Linked DNA regions of Callithrix jacchus: region 2 is linked to region 1. A link is a contact called in public Hi-C data. All regions are on one chromosome and are shown on one strand. Each heading gives the region's core, a stretch centred on a gene start, on an enhancer-like site or on the middle of the called end of the contact. The rest is flanking DNA. Distances are from core to core; before and after follow the strand shown. Region 1 has its middle 24 kb from the start of NFIA. Region 2 has its middle 82 kb from the start of TM2D1.

Region 1 (4,780 bases), core at 1,195-3,694:
TTACAGGCACAGGCCACCAAGCCTGGCTTTTTTTTGTTTTTTGTTTTTTTTTGTAGAGGTAGGTTTCTCCATGTTGCTCAGGATGGTCTTGAACTCCTGGGCTCAGTGATCTGTAAGCCTCAGCCTCCCAAATGCTGGTATTACAGGCACGAGCCACCACACAGCTATTGTCTTGTTTTTTTTTTTTTTAAACACAGTCTTGCTTCGTTTCCCAAGCTGGAGGGCAGTGGCGTGACCTCGGCTCAGTGCAACCTCCGCCTCCCAGGTTCAAGCATTCTCCTGCCTCAGCCTCCCAGGTTCAAGCATTCTCCTGCCTCAGCCTCCCAAGAAGCTAGGATTACACCCGCCTGCTACCATGCCCAGCTAATTTTTGTATTTTTAGCAGAGACAGGGTTTTGCCATGTTGGCCAGGCTGGTCTCAAACTCCTGACTTCAGGTGACCCACCTGCTTCAGCCTCCCAAAGTGCTGGGATTACAGGCATGATCTATAGTGCCTGGCTCACGGCCGTTGCCTATGAAGTGATAAGCTAGTTATCAAAACTCCTAGTAACTCATCCTGTTTCCTACTCAAACACTGAAACCTCTTAGCTCTCTCCACCTTCTTCTAAGGCCCTAATCTTCAAGGAACAGAAAGAAGCTGAACTGTCTTACAAGTTAGATTTCTTAGGATAAAAGATGGGTTTTCACACTAGAAATAGGTGAAAGTTGAATGGGTGTGGTGGCTCGTATAATCCCAGTAATCCCAGCACTTTGGAGGGTTGAGGTGGACATATCACCTGAGGTTAGAAGTTCGAGACCGGCCTGGCCAACATGGTGAAACCCCATGTCTACTAAAAAATATAAAAAATTAGCTATGCGTGGTGGCGTGTGCCTATAGTTTCAGTTACTCAGGAGGCTGAGGCAGGAGAATCGCTTGGGTCCGGGAGGTAGAGGTTACAGTGAGCCGAGATCGCCCTATATTGCACTCCAGCCTGGGTGACAGAGTGAGACTCTGGCTCAAAATAAATAATAAGAAATTAATTAATTTTTAAAAAAGAAATAGGTGAAAATTCCTTGGCACCTACAGCTTCTCACCTACATCACCTCATTAAATTCCCACAATGACTCTGTCAGAGAGGTACCACTCTTCCCTCTTTTGAGAGACTCGGAGAGATTAAGTAACTTGTCCGAAGCCACACGGCTATTCTCAAGGAAACATAATGCATCCCATGAAAATAGCCTGGAGTCGAGATACAGGAGTCAAAGCGCAGCCAAAATTGTCAGGGTGCAAACCCTGCTTGTCCAATCAGAGCTGCTACTTCTGTGGTACTGGAATCCCCCAATTTCTGAAATTAACACCCAGTTCTCCACTCCCCAAAAGCATATGCTCAGTGCCCTCAGGGCTCTTGCTGTTGCCAACAGACTTATAACTCGACAGACTCAGCAGCTGAGAGATGGCTGTGGACACAACAGGCCTTGCTGGGCTTGCTGGGAAGGGGCCACGTTACCCCTGCAGGCGCGTCTCCTTCTCCCTCCTGCTATTTAGAACTCGCCTGTAGGTGGCGCCCTGCTTCACTCAGGGGACCTTGGAAGGCGAGGACACGGGTCACCAGCTGCCTCCCCTAAAGGCCAATTTAAGTTGTCCCCTGGCTTGAACTCAGCAGGAACCTCGGGGATGTGGACGTGCCCCCCTCCCCCGGCGCTCTTCCTCTCCCAGCCCCCTGCCCTCGGCTCTCCCGGGGCTGGCGGGGCCCACGCTTCCTCCAAGGTCTGGCTCCGCGGCGCGATCTCCAAGCGCTGGGGCCGAGCCTGGCGCTCTGGGGCGGCGCTTCGGTGCCCGACCCTCGGCCCGGCCCGCGGGCGCCGACTCCGCTCCCCATGGGACCCGCTTAGCCGGCCGCTGTAGCGGGGGTGGAGGGATGGGGGGCTGTGACCCCCGTGAGGGCTGGCGGGGCGGGGCAGCTTTAAAAACTTCTGAAAGGCCTCGTTCAAAGCCTCAAAGGACAGAACTTGGGCCGGAAGGCGGTTTCCACGGAGGGGCCTAAAAAGGGGGCTACGGGTGCACCTGCAGGGCCAGGAGCCGCGGCCTGGAGGGGGGGGCAGTCACCGATAGCGCCGAGGCCCCCAACCCCCGCCCCGCATTCGCCGTCCCTCGGAGCCGCGGCGGCCCCGCCCGGGCCTTGCGCTTTCATCCTCCCCACGGGACGGCGGCCGCGCGGGGCGGGGGCGGCTCTGGCCGGCGCGCTCCCCGCGGGGTCTTCCTTCCCTCCGGCCCCTCCCTGGGAACCCGAGATTTCACCGCAGAGCTGAACTCCCGGATTTTAACCCCAACCCAGCCGGGCGGGAGGCCGCTGAGAACCGGGCGTCGGGACCGCGGAAGCGTCCCCTGTCACCTCCTAGCACCCCACAGAGCCCCGGGGAGGGTGAGGAGGAGGAAGACCGGGAGGAGGACCCTCGCCGGGGGGGCGAGGAAGGGGCGTTCGGGGTCGCAAAACGCGAATCGGAGCGGCCCCGGCGGCGTCTGGAGTCGCCGCGCCCGCCGTGCCACCTCGGGCAGGTGGGGAGGGACAGCCCGGTCGCCGTCAGCCAGGGCAGCTCCGCCGTAGACGTCGAGCGGACGCGGTCCCGCGCGCGGCCGGAGAGCCAGCTAAGGGGCTTTTCATTAGCGCCGCATTAGGACACTCATCTCCAGAGTCCTTCCCGTGGAGGCTCTTGAGTGAATTAGGTAAATGATTTGCTCCATTTGTAGTTTCTGAAGATATTTTCTCAGCTCTCCTGCCATTGAGCGCTTTAGCCGGGGAGCAGATGTGTGGGGGCCTCCTCCCCACTACCTAGGGTCTCACTCGGTGACAATTGCTGAGTGAGTCAGTGAGGACATGTGGGGAAAGGTAAAACTGGAATTGAGCAAAGCTGAGTAATTTAGCTAAGAAAGAAAAATCGCTACTGAAAATAGAGTAGTTCAAGAATAAACTACGTAAAGTCTATCAGTTTGCTTGGAGTCCTGTTCCTTGATCTGAGAAAGTAAAATCCATCAGAGTTGGGAGTCCCTCCCCCACCGCGAGACACACCCCCCCCCCACACACACACACACAAAATTAGCACTTACTACACTTTATCTAAGTTATTGAAAGACTTCTTTTAGTGAATTTTAAGAAGCAATTGTGGTTGACATTACAGGCAGCAAAGGTTTGGGGAACAGACGGGCAAACTTCCTAAGAGCTTAGCTGCAACACTAGCTCTCAAATTTAGTGTCAACTTTTATTTTAAAAAATAAAATAGGGTGGTGTTTTTATTCATCTTTTATATTTCAGGAGGTAGGGAACACAGAAGGAAAGAGACTGAAGGGAAAACAGGGCGCTGGAAACAAAAAGATAAAGGCGAGATTAACTGTAACATTCTGGTCTTCAGCAAGTCCCAAGCTGGAGTCCTAAAGCACTGCACATTTCTGGTAGCGCTAACTCTAACCAGAATATTGGCCGGCCTGGTCTCTAAGTGCGTCCTAAGAAAAAACAGATTGAAGCAAAATAGTTTTGTTCCCTTTTGTGAAGTTCTAGCACTTGCTTCATGTGGTAGTCCCAGCGGAAAAGGGAGCCCTCCGGCTGCGGGTGGCCTGAACTGAATTTGCTGCTTGAAAATCGGCAGGTGTGCGCAGTGTTTGCAGCGCTGGAGCCGGGACCTGATGAGTAACAGCAAGAGGGCTCAACCGCAGGACATCCCGGGTACCTAACGCCGGCATTTAAGCCGACAGGGACTGGCGCGTCGGAACTATCCTTCCGACACTAGAAAGCCCAGAGACGCATGTCCTACCACCTTGCCCACTTTGTACTGGGCATCCTCGGTAAACAGAATGAAAGCCACATGTTTATCCCTTAAGATTAAAATGTAACCTTTAGAATACTCCCTATTCCGGGGTTAACAGCATGTCAAGGGCTCAAAGGCAAGCTTGAATTGCATATAGGAGAAGGTGCAAAAAGGGCAAGAAACTTTGTAAAAGTTGTAATCAGTATTCGAAGAGATAGTTTCAGATGGTGCTACATAATGGCATGGTAACAGGAGGACCAAATATGCTTAGAGGGCATTCGTGTTCTCAGAAAGGGGTTGAGGGTAGAAGATTGGTGCACTGTGGTTTGAAGGTTTAGAGAAAGCAGCCTTATCCTCATGAAGCTGGGAGGCTCTACTTTCTCCACAAAGTACCCAACGTTTTTCACCCAAGAAATACCGGGATCCAAGACCTTCTCAGGCTCTTTCCCGACCTGAGGAATCGCAAAACTTGCAAACTCTGCAGCTTTTCTCTTGAGTTCATTTTAAAACACAGGCGCCATGAGCTCAAAATAATTAAGGTGGCTGTTTCCCCGAGACAACAAACCAGGCACAAACCCACACCTTCGTCCGCACTGGCACCGACAGTCCGACTCTGGGGCCACTCACTGCCAGTTAAAGAACAAGAGCCTATCCACTTCAAGTGCGGGAGCAAGCTTGATTCAGGGTGCAAACATATGCCCGCGAAACACAAATGGGGGGTACTTAATTCTGGGTGCCGGAGGGAACAGTTACTCCAAAAGAAGTCCGAAGGCTTCCAGTAATCAATGAAAAACAGCCCTGAAGGTCTGCAACCTGTCAGCTCCGGGCGTCACCACTCCATCCCATAGCCCCACAGCATTGAGTACTGTGTTTCAAAAATCGGGAAGTGCTGGGGTTTCGTTGGGGCTGGGTCCTGCCTTCCCCCGTCTTCCTCCCTATTGGGCCCTCTCTGTAAGAGGATTTGCTTTTCCGCGCTTCGCTGGCAGGTCGTTTTTAGGAA
Region 2 (4,780 bases), core at 1,444-3,943, 610 kb after region 1:
TGCTAAAGCACGCAGTATGTGAACTTTTCCTTTGTGTGGGCTTGCACATTCACCTTCTCTGAGGCTCTTTCTGTTTCACGGTTATACACTGCAGCACTCATGACTGATGAATTATTGTCAAGGACAAACTAAGGCTCTTGCTTTTTACCAAAACAACTTTTCATGAAACACAAAATTTTTCCACAGGAGAAATGCAGATTTAGCATTTTGCATTTTCATCAACAGGTTTAACAGGAAGGCCTACTACAAATGATGAATAAAACCAGAGCAAACTTGGGAAAGCAAATGCAAAGGTAAGATTGAATTAAGGGTAAATATATGCAAATTGTCCCAGCCCTACAGCTGTCTTCTCAGAAAAATGCCAGTGCTACTGATTATTTTTTGGAATTTAAAATGGCAATCGCCCAGTTGTTTTGCCCTTTACTGTGATCACTAGAAGGAAACACTTATAACCCAACCCAAAATGTCACTTCTAAAGAAAAGTTATATACATATTCCCATAATGACCACGAAGCATAGGAATGTTTTGTTTTATTTTACTTTTTTATCCTTTTCAAATTGTTAAGACACTCTTTTTTGTTTTTTAATTTTTTTTTTATACTTTAAGTTCTGGGGTACATGTGCAGATCATGCAGGATTGTTACATAGGTGTACACATGCCATGGTGGTTTGCTGCATCCATCCTCCCGTCACCTACATTAGGTATTTTTCCTAATGTTATCCCTTCCCAATCTCCCCACTCCCTGCTTTTCCTCCCCACCCCCTAACAGATCCCAGTGTGTGATGTTACCCTCCCTATGTTCATGTGTTCTCATTGTTCGACACCTATTTATGAGTGAGAATATGCAGTGTTTGGTTTTCTGTTCTTGTGTCAGTGGGGTCTCACTATGTTGCCCAGGCTGGTCTCAAACTCCTGGGCTTAAGCAATCCTCCCATCTTGGCCTCCCAAAGTGCTGGGATGACAAGCATGTACCACCAAGCCCTACATTCCCAACAATCCTCTTCTAGGGTTCCTTTTAATTTTATCTACAGTATAGTTCAGAAATTCTCATTGAGTCCATTTCAACATCTGAAAAGACGTGCAACTTACAGCTACTTCTCTGTAATGTGATACACATCCTCTTGGTTAAAGTCTTTTAAAGTATCTCAGGACTTAACTTACAAATCTCATAAATAAATACTGTAGTCCAAGTTTGGCCTTCAAAAACAAGAAAGGATGCATAAAAGACAAAAAAAAAAAAAAAGATCTGATGGAAATAGGGAAAAAAAATATTTGTTAATCCTGAGTGGTGAGTACAGAGATGTCTCTCATTTTCTGGTTTTCTGTATTTGGAATGCTTCACAACTTTAAAAATTGTTTTTTCTAAAGCAAAAAAAAAAAAAAAAAACTAAAGAAGTTACCAGGTGTTCAAATTCTAAATGAAGAAATGAGAAGGAATGGGGAAAATTGCACCGCATTTTTCTTTTTCAGGGGTAGTAAGTTGAAGAAAATGCTGAACTGCAGTTGCATTGAAGGGACAATGATCTAGGGGGTCCCTGGGAGCAATATTCCTATTCCACTGAAGGAGGTGAGCCAAGATACTTATAAGCTCTAGAGAACCTTTAACACAGGAAGCTATTTATCATAACAAGCTTGGTTGATACTGTTCCCATACTGAACCAATTAGGTTCGCCTATTTCGTCATACTTCATAACTTGGGATGATAGGTTTCCAAGTATGGTACAGTGTAGTAATTGAATTTTGATCAAACACACATGGCCCATAACCCAGTATGTGAAATTTTCAGAACAGTTCACAGCTTTTAAATATCCAGTCAACATGTTGCCAAAAGTACAGGATGTACTTGAGGCAAGCGGGAGAGAAAGGGGAGGGCTGAATCTTGGTAGAGCTGTAAAACAAATATTTTTGTTCTTGTTCTCTTCTTATTTTTCAAATAGCGGTGGGGAAGGGCCATGGGATATCATATCAAAACTCAAGTCTTCCCTTTGCTTGCCCCATGTGCATAAACATCCTTGAGTCTCATTTCAAATTAGCGTTTTCTTTGCATGAAACTATTTTCATGTCACAGGCCTGTTACATATGACCTGCTAGCATTCTCCTTCTGGCACTATCCAAAAAGTATTTCTTGACAACCTACTATATGTTAGGCTCTGGGTCTATTGTGAACAAAGACACATGATCCCTGTCCTCATTTGATCTACTGTGGATGAAGAGACATCAAATACGTACAAACATCAATAATTTTTATAATTGCAACTGCTAATAAGTAACACAAAGGAAGAAGAGGGCATCCGGAGTAACAATAATGAGGATGCGATTTATCCGGAAGGGATGAAGTGGAGAGGAGAAGCATGGGCTGCATTTCCAAGGAAGTGCCATGTGAGCTGACTTCTGAAAGATGAGAAGTGATTCAAGAGAGTGAACACGGAGAGGAAGTATTCCCAAAAGAAGTAGGCAAGTAAGCATATGGATAGGCCATGAAGTAGGCAAGAGTTTGGCAAGTTCAAGGACCTGAAGTCTAGTATATTCAGTGAGAGAGGCGCTAAAAAGATAGTGGCGGCCAGACCACACAAGGCCATGCAAAGGATTATGCTAAGTGCAGTCACTGAAAGCTGGTAAGCCAGGGAATGACATGATGGGAGGCAGGCAAGACTAGAAGCAGAAAGACTAACTAGAAGGCTTTGGCAATTGCCCAGCTGGGAAGTGATAATGGCTTGGAACACAGCAATAGCAAGGATGGAGAATGGTGGGCAGATCCGGGAGATATTTTGGAGAAGAACTGACATGATTTGGTGGTAACTGAATGTGGGAAGTGAGGGAAAGGGAGGCTCCGAGGACATTTTCAGGTTTCTAGCTTGAATGACTTAATGAATCAAGTCTAATGAATAACACCTTGTTAGTATAACTCACAAGGCTACACTGAAGCAGTATGAGAACTGCACAACTTTCACAAGCTCCCATGCCTGCGGGGGTGTGCTGCTCTCTTTGGATTCTGTAGGAACAGAGGCATCAATCAGGTGCTGGGAATACAGAAATTTTCCACCAACGTGCTCATCAAACTTTCCTTTACCATACGCCAGAAGAATGTCTCTGAGCTATGAACCTCAGACTTTAATATAAACTTTAAAATCTTACTCTCAGCTCTGTGGACATGGTTATAGGAAAGCCAGAAGTAAACAAATTGTCCCTTGGAAATTGATGAAAAAACCAAGCATATTTCTTTATTTACTCAACAGATTTTACTGAGCATCTTTAGTTGAGAAGTATGAGGTAAATTAGATATGTTCCCTGCCTGAGCAAAGAGTATATTCTAGTAGAGGAGAAAGAGGCATAACAAGATGGGCATAACACAGTTATGCAGTATGTAGTATGTTACAGAGATCCAGCAAGAGAGTGGCATTTAACAGATGATGGGGCGGGGAGATCAGTGCACGGGCATGGCTATGAAAGACTTCATAGAGGTGGTATTTGAGACAAGCTTTGAAAGACCAACTAGAGTTCACTAAGCAGAGAAGAGGATGGGGGAGAATTTCCCAGAAGAAGAAACAACACAAAGGTATGAGGGTCCTGACAACCACTGGATATTTGGGGCTAAAGGGTAAAATAGCAGGTGTCCGACTCCAGATTAAAATATCATCCCTCTATTCTGAAATCTGAAAAATACTAGCAGCTTGATTTATGTGCAGTCACGTGTGCCTACATAAAGTCGTGTAGGCTCAAACCAACAAGGACCTCTCGATGTGACTATGTCTGAATAGGGCAGCGTTCATGGGAGCTTTGAGTTTACCTATCCAGGCGGGAGAACCTCTTTCCTGAAATTCATAAGCAGCCCCACAACTCGGCCAAGGTTACAGGACCCAGATTTCTGAGGTGCCTAGAAAGACGTGGCAGTGGCCCAGGGTGATGCTTATGTGAGCTGGTGATGCTTATGTGGGCAGGCGAATGCACACAATAGAATGTCTGTGACATTTCACCTCATTCTGGCAAACTGGTGCAGCTGCCCTTGTACAACAAACAGGAAGGCATAGTGAGTGGCCACCAGCAAAAACAAACAAAACAACTGTGTGCGTGCGTGTGATCTTTAAATTTTAATAGCTACTCAGACAGTCCTCAGAGAAGGAATTGGCAGCTTCGGCCTCCAAGACGGCTCCCCCACCTGTCTCCAGGCACTGCAAACACAGCTGTGTAAGAAGGAGATAGTTAACGCTTCCAAGGAAAGACACAGTGCAGTCTTGGGGGTGGGGTGATGATGAGAGCACCTTTCTGGCAGACCCACGTGGGATAGGGCCTGTCCAGCGACCGCAAAAATAATCGAGCAGGACGTGGTCAGGCTGTTTATAAAACTTCATTTTAAGTAAAATCATTGGAGATCCAACTCAAGGGCCAGTTTAAACCCATGTTTTAAAAGGATGAGACAGCACCCAACTCACGCTCAAGGGAGAACGAGGTAGCACGCATTCTGGCAAGACGCACCCTCAGGTGTGCTCCCTGTAAAGGCGATGTATGCGCTGTCATAGAACTTGTAGTTCCTCACACAAAACACAGGACTTCCTGGGAAAGTGCCTAGAAACTTCTTTATCTGTATTTCCCCAGGCTGCAAAGTGCACACACTTTTAAAGTTCAACTCTTAAAAAAAAAAAAGTCAGCAGAGGCAGGATTTCAACAGACGCCGGTCCAAATGCTAGCAATTCTAGAGCGGTCAGTGGTTTGCCGCTCCCAAAAGTAACGGGGGAAATCAGAGGAAGGAAAGAAGTCGTTTTCGAAGATGAAAACCAAAGC

What was found. A called contact is a pair of places that touch in the nucleus more often than the background predicts.
Region 2: a contact with region 1 is called in a Hi-C map of skeletal muscle, with 7 times the contacts expected there. The contact joins two enhancer-like sites. A contact is called at or near these places in 2 of 3 Hi-C or Micro-C datasets (both in skeletal muscle).

What each region holds. Positions count from the first base shown.
Region 1 is chr7:98,110,662-98,115,441 of calJac240_pri, forward strand. No RefSeq gene overlaps it. Among named protein-coding and RNA genes, the nearest start is that of NFIA, 24 kb to the right of the region's middle. Within about 2 kb of position 2,445, at least 13 of the 16 cell types and tissues checked have an H3K27ac peak or open chromatin away from gene starts, as enhancers often do. A contact at or near this core is called in skeletal muscle, where this site is marked.
Region 2 is chr7:98,724,813-98,729,592 of calJac240_pri, forward strand. No RefSeq gene overlaps it. Among named protein-coding and RNA genes, the nearest start is that of TM2D1, 82 kb to the right of the region's middle. Within about 2 kb of position 2,694, at least 3 of the 16 cell types and tissues checked have an H3K27ac peak or open chromatin away from gene starts, as enhancers often do. A contact at or near this core is called in skeletal muscle, where this site is marked.